3 separate regions of the Mus musculus genome follow, and all the other regions are linked to region 2. The links are chromatin contacts, called in public Hi-C maps. All regions are on one chromosome and are shown on one strand. Each heading gives the region's core, a stretch centred on a gene start, on an enhancer-like site or on the middle of the called end of the contact. The rest is flanking DNA. Distances are from core to core; before and after follow the strand shown.

Region 1 (2,992 bases), core at 417-2,916, 400 kb after region 2:
AAACACTTCCTCTATTAAAAAAAAATAATAACTTGGGGTCACGCACATCTAACTAGCTACATGTAACTAGCACACGTTTGACGCGCTAACCTGGAGAGTGGAAACAGTTGGCCTGTGTCCTAGCTAAGTTAGATGAGTTCGCAAATCATTTAACACTATCATTTATCTATCTGTCATCTATAACATATATACAATGTTTTTACATGTAAAACTATGATATAACAGACGCCTATATAAAATTTGCTTATACAACATAAGGAGCAATCAAAATGTTATCATGTGTAACCAGTCTACAGGATTCAGAGCCATTCTCTTCCGTTCTTTTTTTTTTTCCTTCCGTTCTTCATTCGTTATCCGACTGCTTTAGTTTGTGCCTACTTTTTCTACCGTGTCAGCAATTTGTAATTCAACCATGAAACGAGCAGTCTCGGGCACTGTTTTGAAGTTAATAAAAGTGTAAATGACTAATGTGTAGGACGGACCGTTTCTCTGCCCCACCGGAATCCAGCTTGTGACACTGCTCAACAGAGATGAACTGTCTCCAGCCAGTTAGCCACCCTAAAAAAAAAAAAAAAAAAAATTAGGTAGGAAGTCAGAGGGCGGGACTTCCTGCTTTGTTCCTTCCGCATCTCTAGAACATTCGATTATCATGTTTTGATTTTTAAAAGGAAGTGGAGTTCCTAGGCAAGAGAGTGACAGCAAGTTTAAGGGGATTTATTGTTGGCTTCTTCTCCCTTATCTATCCCAAGCGCCCCTTGATTTATGGGGTTTATCCTATAGCTCAAGAACAGGGGTTGTTAGTGGGCGGAAGAATGCAGTTCTGGGGCCAAGGTTGTGGTTTGCTGTGTCCTTGAATGGTTACAGTTCTCTCTCTTAATATATTTTCTTACCTTTCGGTTTCAGCACGATCTGATTGCCAGGAAGGCTTTGCCTGTGTGTTGGGACCACTTCCAAATGCCACCTTGTGATCTTACAAATAAATCTAGTTTCAGTGAAAGAAAAATGGAAGGGGGCTCACCTTCTCTGTTGACAAAATATCAACAGGGACACAGGAGCACCTGAAGATGCAGTCAGGTCCTGTGAGGTGGGGCAAGGTAGGGGCTAGGGAGTTGCCTCCCACTAAAGTGAGATTTTCTCATGGGGTTTCTGTGAAGATCTCAACTCCCACTTGAGCCCCGAAATCACTAAACCCAGCTGTTTCTCCCCCCCCCCATGGCTGTGGGAGTCCTCTGCAGCTCTCTTGTATTAGATACACTCCCAGGTTCCAAGTTAGGCTTGATCACCTCCTTCAAGAAACATCCCACAGTCTCTCACATCGAAAACATAATCATCAGAATTTGATGGTTGAATTTCTTCCTGATATTCTTCACTTATTGCAGGTTTTTTGTCTTGTTTTGTTTTCTATTCCTGTCCCTACTTGTCTATAGATGAGTATAATAATGGAAGGAATCTGCCTCCAAGACTCCACCGATTGCCTAGTGGCTAAGTGTGCACTCAGTGCCTGGTGCTGGCCTTAGACCACTGTGTGGCTGGCTTTGGGGAAAGCTGTTAAGTCCACAAGATGGCTAACTTTGAGACTTATGGAGATGTGTGTCCTTGCTGAGACCCCACAGAAAGTAGATGATTCAACCTGGCATGCAGGCATGGAGATCTGACCCCTGTCCCTGCCCTGCTAACCTATTTGCAATCTCTTGGCTTTCGTGTCGAAAGACCTAAAGGCCTTGGCCTTCCCATTTGCTGATGCATTGCCAGACGGTCCCAAGCCACCTGTCATTTTGCCAAAGTCTAAATCCCCTGCCGGTCTCAGTTTTCTCTCCCTGGTAACATTCAGAGCTCATGTTGCATTAAATGGTTAAAGGGGGGGCGAAATGCATGTCACTAAACTCGTCAATGACAGAGTCGAGTTAGAATTAGGAAATTCTAGCACGGGATAATGCTTTTTGGCAAGATCTCATCTGAGCAGGAAGCCTGAACTGGAGAAGGTATGCAACCAGAGAGTGAGGGGCATCTGTTTGTCTTCAGTTCCTCTGACAGCCAGGATGGCTTGTTTGTGTCAGTATTCTCTGGGATGGTAAATGTGATCTCACAGAAAGGTCAAAGTCCACCAGACCTTTCTGCCTGCTCGGGGGCCCACCCCAGGCCTCTTCTCTCCTGCCCCCTGGTCCCTTCTAAATTAAATCACATTCCACTGCCTGTTGTTGGATAATGTCTGGACAAAATACTTTTGCACACACTCCTTGCTTAAGGCAAAGCGACTGGAACAGAGTGCAGCTGGCTATGGGCCATGGACTAATTGCTTTATGCCCATTTCCCCTCGCCAGAGGCACACCCAGCATTGAGGAATCCATGGCCATTTCCCAAGTCTTTTTCAGGTCTCTGACAATCAGTGGAACATTCACTGGGGTGGGGGAACCACCTGGATTGGGCGGGCGGGGGGAGCTACCTCTCCATAGGCGTCGGCACCTTTCCACTTGGGCTGTTTAATCTCCTGCTATTTTGATCCTAGTGATCTGGGTTTTTAATTTCCTGTAATCCAGAAAGGAATGTGTTCTCTTCCTTAACGACATCTGTGGGATCTGCCTTTCTTGTTCCAGACGAATCCTAACAGAGATGTTTTCGTCAATGACTGGATATTTTATTAGAAATCCAGAGATTCCCGTTAACTCGAATTATTTTCGTGGCTCTGATCAACCTTCAGCTTAATAATTCATGATGTTTAATAACCTGTTCAGATCATTGCCAAAATTATTGATTTAATAATATTTGGTTATTAAGAGTGGAAGATGAGGAGGGGTTTCTTATCACTACATCAAGTTCTGTCTTATTACCTTGCAATTCTTGAGGAGAGCCGATAATCATAGAGACCTTTAATATCTTGTCATTTTTCTTGGTAAAAGCTGGGAAATAGTTCTGAGTTTTTAAATAGGATTTGCCTTCACTTTTATTTCCATATTTTGGAGGCAGGGGGTTTTCCTGATGTTTTGAGCTACGG
Region 2 (2,882 bases), core at 287-2,786:
CCCCGTCAGTCTGGAATCAGAGTTCCCATCTTCCTCTCCCCTGGCAACCCAAGAATGTTTCTTTATCATTTTCTAGAAATCCCCCAAAGTGTTCTCACAGAACCATACCCGGTTCCATCAGCAGCCATCTTCAGCATTATTGACTCTATGTTTGCTGATCACAAAACCTGCTGTTGGAGATTTCTCATTCACACAGTGATCCCTCAGATGTGAGAGCTTTTCCACCATCCACTGAAATATTTCCTCATGGGCCGTGGGATGCTAGCAAGCACTAAGCTCTATCAAAGATGGCTACCTAATCTCCAGGACCCACCACAATGCAAAACTTATTCAAACCAAGGCTGCAGAACTTTGGTAGATCAGTTGCCCCATAAGGGTGCTCTCTGAAATGTGCTCAGGGAAATTATCAGGCTTTCTCCATCTTTCTGATCCTATCCCATGTCATAGCCCCTGGGTACAATGGCAGGGCTAGCAGTCTATGGCCTTACACACTTCCCTCATGGATTCTTAGCTCCTGTCACCACAGAAATGTAAGTGGATCAAAGGACTTGATGACCTAGTCTGAAGTTTCAAAAATACAGTGTTGGTTTCTCTGACTGGCCTTGGCACTAGACACAGAACCATCTCTAGATCCACCTATGACCAAGGGATCTCCTGGAAGCATCAGCCCACTGTGTACCTTTCTCATGTGTCAGAGGGGATAAAGAGGGTCCCTCTTGCTTCTCATCAGAACCAGATAGGAGGGACCATTGTTCCAGAAAGTGGTCACTATTCCAGACAGAACCTTTGTGGCAAAGCCATGGTTCCTCCCAAACATCTCTCCCTGCAGAAAACATAAATCTGAATACTGAGAAACATTTAAAAGCATAATGAGGATAAGGTATGGGTTCAATTTGGGGAGACCTACTGATCCTTAGGAAATGACATTAGGAAAGCCCTGATGTTTAAATACAGCAACAGTAGGAGTCCAGGAAAAGAAGGTTAAAGAAAAAAAAAATATGTATCAGCAGAACCCTGTGACTCTCTGAAAATGGTACAGCCTGAGAGAGCAGATCATACCCACAGAGGGCATGGGATTTAGGAATCTCTCCCACGTATTTCCCAGTGTCAGGGTGCTCAAAGACACATTTTTATTTCTGGACTCAGAACACAGTTTTAGACAAAATAAAGATTCAAACAATCCATGGCCCTGATATCTCATTGGTCAGACCATGATAGCACTTGGTTTATTGTATAAATACACCCAATGTCAGAGCAATCATGAAAATGAAACTTAGAGAAAAAGCAAACAAACCCGTGTCCTCAAGCGGGTGGCTTGCAAATGGGGAACCCAAGAGGGAGTCCACGTGCTTCTATTTGCATGTGACCTTTTTAAAACCCAGAGGTAACATTTCCCAGAAAGTCTGTATTCATTCTCTCAACATCTGAAATGGGGGCGGCGGGGGGCGGGGGGAGGACAGATCAATTAGTGACCAAAGTAACAAGGGTCACTTTCCTTTGGTGGCTTCCACCAATGGGAAGCTGACACCTTTCAGTGTCCCAGGGAGGCTGACCTACTTCTGATTCTGTGAGCCTGTAGTCTGAAAGGTCATTAATCTAGCCTTGGCTCATGATGTTAGAATCTTGAGACTTCGATTTCTTAAATGCCAAAGGTGTGTCAGGTTGTCTTTGGAGATGTTGGCTATCTCTATTCAGGGATGCAGTGGCCAGGAGAGAGCTATATTGGTAATTTCCTTTCTCATGGAGACATTCAACTCTCCAAAGGCGACATGACCCATATGCAACACACACACACACACACACACACACACACACACACACACACACACACACACACACACACTCTATACACCACATATATGTGGATCTTTGCCATGGATCAAAGAGACAAACCAATCTCGCCACTCACTTTCTTCTTGTCAAGCACAGGGACAAACAGGTCTGTGTTTGCTGCGAGGTTGACAGCGTCGGATGTACTTGGCTGGGAGTAGAGTTGGAGAAAAACATGAAAGTAGCAATTTCTGCTTGTCACTCTTTGCGGTGTCTCCTCCTTGTCTAGAGGATGAAATCTGAGCTCTTTGTTGTCACAGTCAAAGTTCTCTCCAGCTCCTTCTATTTCCTTTTCCAGTCTTGCTTCTCATCTTTCTCCAGATTTACTCTTGACCTCCAAGAACAAGCTATGGCCCAGCTCCCTTTACAGCCTTTGCGAACACCCAGTCTGCCCTCTCTCCTGACTCATCCCTCCCAGCCTTTCAGTGTTTGACTTGGACACCCCTTCTTCAGGTGATCCAACTTGACTCCCCTCTGCTGAGGGAGGGTCTCTTCTTTGGCATTCCTGTAGGAGCTTGCCTCAGCTACTTAACTTCCCTTCCTGTCGCTGCCTTTACTGGTTCGACCATCCCCCTTTCTCCATCACTGCCTTCACTTGAATGCATTGTCCCTGTGCAAAATGCAATACCAGAGATAAAAGATGTGATTTACTCGAACCTCGTGTTGGATGTCTTCCATGTCCCCCGCAGCCACTACACTTAGTGTCCTAGACACCCTACTCTGGGTTCTTTGTTCGCCAGCTTCCTACTGACTGTAGCTATTGAGAACATCAAAGACCAGAGGTGACTATGAGACTTTGGGACATTCTCTCCCTTCCCCCTTCCCAGGTGTATGCCCAAGACCTGGCTGTGCCTCTCCTAGCGATGTCTATGGGTTTTCTATTTCAGTGACCTGTCCAGGCTTTGATGGAATTTGTTATTGTTACTCAGGCCTGGGTTGTTGATTAACTCCACCTTCCTACTCCAGATGTGCAACCTTGTCTTGTTGATGTCCCTAAAGATCCCAGTCTGGGTACATAGCCCTTCCACACACACCGTGTGTGTGTGTGTGTG
Region 3 (2,714 bases), core at 7-2,506, 340 kb after region 2:
GTAAGCCGAATAAACCCTTTCCTCCCCAACTTGCTTCTTGGTCATGATGTTTGTGCAGGAATAGAAACCCTGACTAAGACACATACCAACTGCCGTTGCATAATATCAGAAACTAAGTTCCCTGCTGCCCCTGGGCCTTTGCACAGTCTAGCCCTTCTGTGTGGTACCATGCTCCATCATTCTGCTCTACACAGAGAGATGGCTTGCTTGCCCAGTCAGACACCCTGTGTCCAGATTACAGCCTAAGGAGATGGCTAAAAAGAAACTCAAGAGAATAAAAATAGCCACTTCTCAGCCACCCTTCCCTGCTCCAGAAAACCCCCTCTTCTGAAAGAAACCCAAAGCTTTGATTGTTTTATTTGACCACAGGAACACTACTGGGCAGCAAGGGGGTTGGGGAATGGCACCTTCAGTCCTCTTGGGGCTATTTTGTTAACATCTGTGGCCCACAGTTGCTCAGGAAGTGTGTGTCCAACAAGTCAATCCACTGAACAAATGTTTGCAAAGCACCTTCAGTGGTTTTGACACTGTTCTAGGCACTGGTTAGGCCTGTACCAGAAGGAAAAGGCCAGTGTGAAGCAAATTTAACAGACCCCATGTCTAGAAGTGATGTATGCTTGCCTTGAAATGACATATTGCAGCGATGGTGACAGTGTCAGGGTAAGATGGGCTGCTCCCAGATAAAGCCTATCTGACCAGGTTCCATTCTAGAAAGGGCCGGATAAAGGGGGAAATTGGAGAGACAAAGTATCCCAAGGGGGAGGCCCGAGCCAAGATTCTGGGGTAGAGACTTGCTGGAGGAACAAGCTTGGGCTGGGAGAGGAAGGGCGAGCTAAACTAAGGCAGTGGGGAGGCTTAAGGGTGAGTCCTTCGAAATCCAAGCCTTGACTGGGACTGCAAAGAGACAGCGTAGGGATGACGTGAAAAGGTCATCTAGGATCCAGATATCATAGGCAGCGAGTCCGGGGGCAGATGGAGCTCTCTGAGGCCAACTTTGCTCCCCACGCTGTGTAACGGTACCGATTCTTTTCCCCTGCTTGTTATCATCAACGTGAGGCTTGCCCGGTCCCAGAAGTAAGAGCCATATGTTGGTGGCAGGGTTTGTTTGCAGCATGGTCCTGTTTGTTGGGATCAGTGGTGTCTGACTCCCTTGAAGCCACCTTCCCTCCCCCCCCCACCCCAAGCCCCGGTGATGGGGTGACTGATGACAGAGTAGCTTGGATTGCATCAGCATGCTTCCGTAAGTGACAGCCCTTGCTCTCTCCTGGACTTTGACACCTGCAACCTGGCCCGGTGCCAGGTGTGAGTAAATTGGGCCCTGGGTTCCTGTGGCTGTTTCTATTCACACGGCAGCTGCTTTCCTTAGTGACTGTGCTCTGTGAGCCCGATCCCCAGTGGTGCCACTCAGCGCTTTCTTTCAGATGCCAAGGGAGAAACATCCTGTCCCCTCAGCAGCGAGCAGGGGCCTCTGCTAAGTCCCCACCCTGTTTCCTTGCGTGCTCATTACCGAGTGGTGCGAGAAAGTCTTTGCATATTTCATTAGTGAGGATTTTGAACTTCAAGTGGTTGGAAACCCCAACGAGTCTAAATCAAGAAGATGAATGTATTTCTGCAGATCTCCCAAAAGGCCAGGCAGGCCTCTGCTATGGCCCAGTTGATCTAAGAACTCAGTGATGGCATTAAAAGTTGGTCTTATTCCCTCCATGTTGACTTTCTTCTGGGAATGTCTATTCTTCAGGTGTAGTGAGACACAAGGATAAGCCAACACCCGTACTACACCAGTCACCCGGACTTGCTTTAGAACATTTCTAGTCCGAGTCTCACAATTGACTCTTCCTGGCTCACATGGGTTCCTCTACCCAAATCTAACACAATCCTATTGTCCAAGGCAAGTCACCATTTATCCACCTGCCCAGCCCTTGAGCCAACCCAGAAGGTGACCAGTGGGATGCTCTATGCCCAGCAAGATGAAAAGGGCAACTTCTCCAAAAAGGCTGGAGTGGAATTGCCAGCCTTTGTGTAGGTGAAGCCAAGCAAGCATCAGGGGTTGGATGTTGTCTTAGCTAATCTGCAGAGAATCAAACCATGGTGTGTTCCCACTCTGCAGATGGGAAATGAGGCCCTGGGATTCACTCAGTCAACCTGAGCATCTGATCCTACGGCCAGGCCGAGTTCACATCCATCTCTCAGGTCCACTGGCTGAGTCTCTCTGCACTTAACAGAGGGAGAAAGGACACAGACAGAGACAAGACAGCCCTTGATGCCTCCTGCCTGAGGCATCCCACGAGCATGGGCTTGCACTTTATTTTGCTGTCTTTAGCTAACTTTCCACACCAGTTTTCTGGGCAATCCAATGGTGGTAGAAAGTGAGCCCCAGAAAGAACAGAATAGAACATTCTGAAATTACCTCGTGTGGAAATGTGCCGTGCAGAACAGTCCCCAGAAGGAGGGGAAACCCATATGCCCAGAAGAGTCACTTACATAAATGTATGGAGGCGTATTTTAAAAGCATGTATATTCATACCCTCTGGATATATATATAAATATAGGTATTTATCCCTCTGAAGAATCATAAGCATCAAGTGACTCAAATATTAATTACCATCTCTTCATGGAGGGAAAATATTTTCCATCTATCTTGCTCATTGTATGACCATTTTGGGGCCTCTCTGTGCAGGCCACTGAAGCCTCTGTGGCCCGCTGTGCTTTAACCA

What was found. Hi-C and Micro-C count contacts between places; a contact is called where the count stands out from the background.
Region 1: a contact with region 2 is called in a Hi-C map of liver, with 1.6 times the contacts expected there. The contact joins two enhancer-like sites. A contact is called at or near these places in 6 of 484 Hi-C or Micro-C datasets (embryonic stem cells and liver), 1 of 115 datasets of contacts at active chromatin or transcription factors (embryonic stem cells) and 1 of 9 other capture datasets (embryonic stem cells).
Region 3: a contact with region 2 is called in a Hi-C map of liver, with 1.6 times the contacts expected there. The contact joins two enhancer-like sites.

Annotation. Positions count from the first base shown.
Region 1 is chr2:169,749,010-169,752,001 of GRCm38.p6, forward strand. The region is part of intron 1 of Tshz2 (teashirt zinc finger family member 2); the gene reads left to right. Among named protein-coding and RNA genes, the nearest start is that of Gm34344, 83 kb to the left of the region's middle. Within about 2 kb of position 1,667, at least 50 of the 459 cell types and tissues checked have an H3K27ac peak or open chromatin away from gene starts, as enhancers often do. A contact at or near this core is called in liver, where this site is marked.
Region 2 is chr2:169,350,280-169,353,161 of GRCm38.p6, forward strand. No RefSeq gene overlaps it. Among named protein-coding and RNA genes, the nearest start is that of Gm39994, 23 kb to the right of the region's middle. Within about 2 kb of position 1,537, at least 2 of the 459 cell types and tissues checked have an H3K27ac peak or open chromatin away from gene starts, as enhancers often do. A contact at or near this core is called in liver, where this site is marked.
Region 3 is chr2:169,693,910-169,696,623 of GRCm38.p6, forward strand. The region is part of intron 1 of Tshz2 (teashirt zinc finger family member 2); the gene reads left to right. Among named protein-coding and RNA genes, the nearest start is that of Gm34344, 28 kb to the left of the region's middle. Within about 2 kb of position 1,257, at least 41 of the 459 cell types and tissues checked have an H3K27ac peak or open chromatin away from gene starts, as enhancers often do. A contact at or near this core is called in liver, where this site is marked.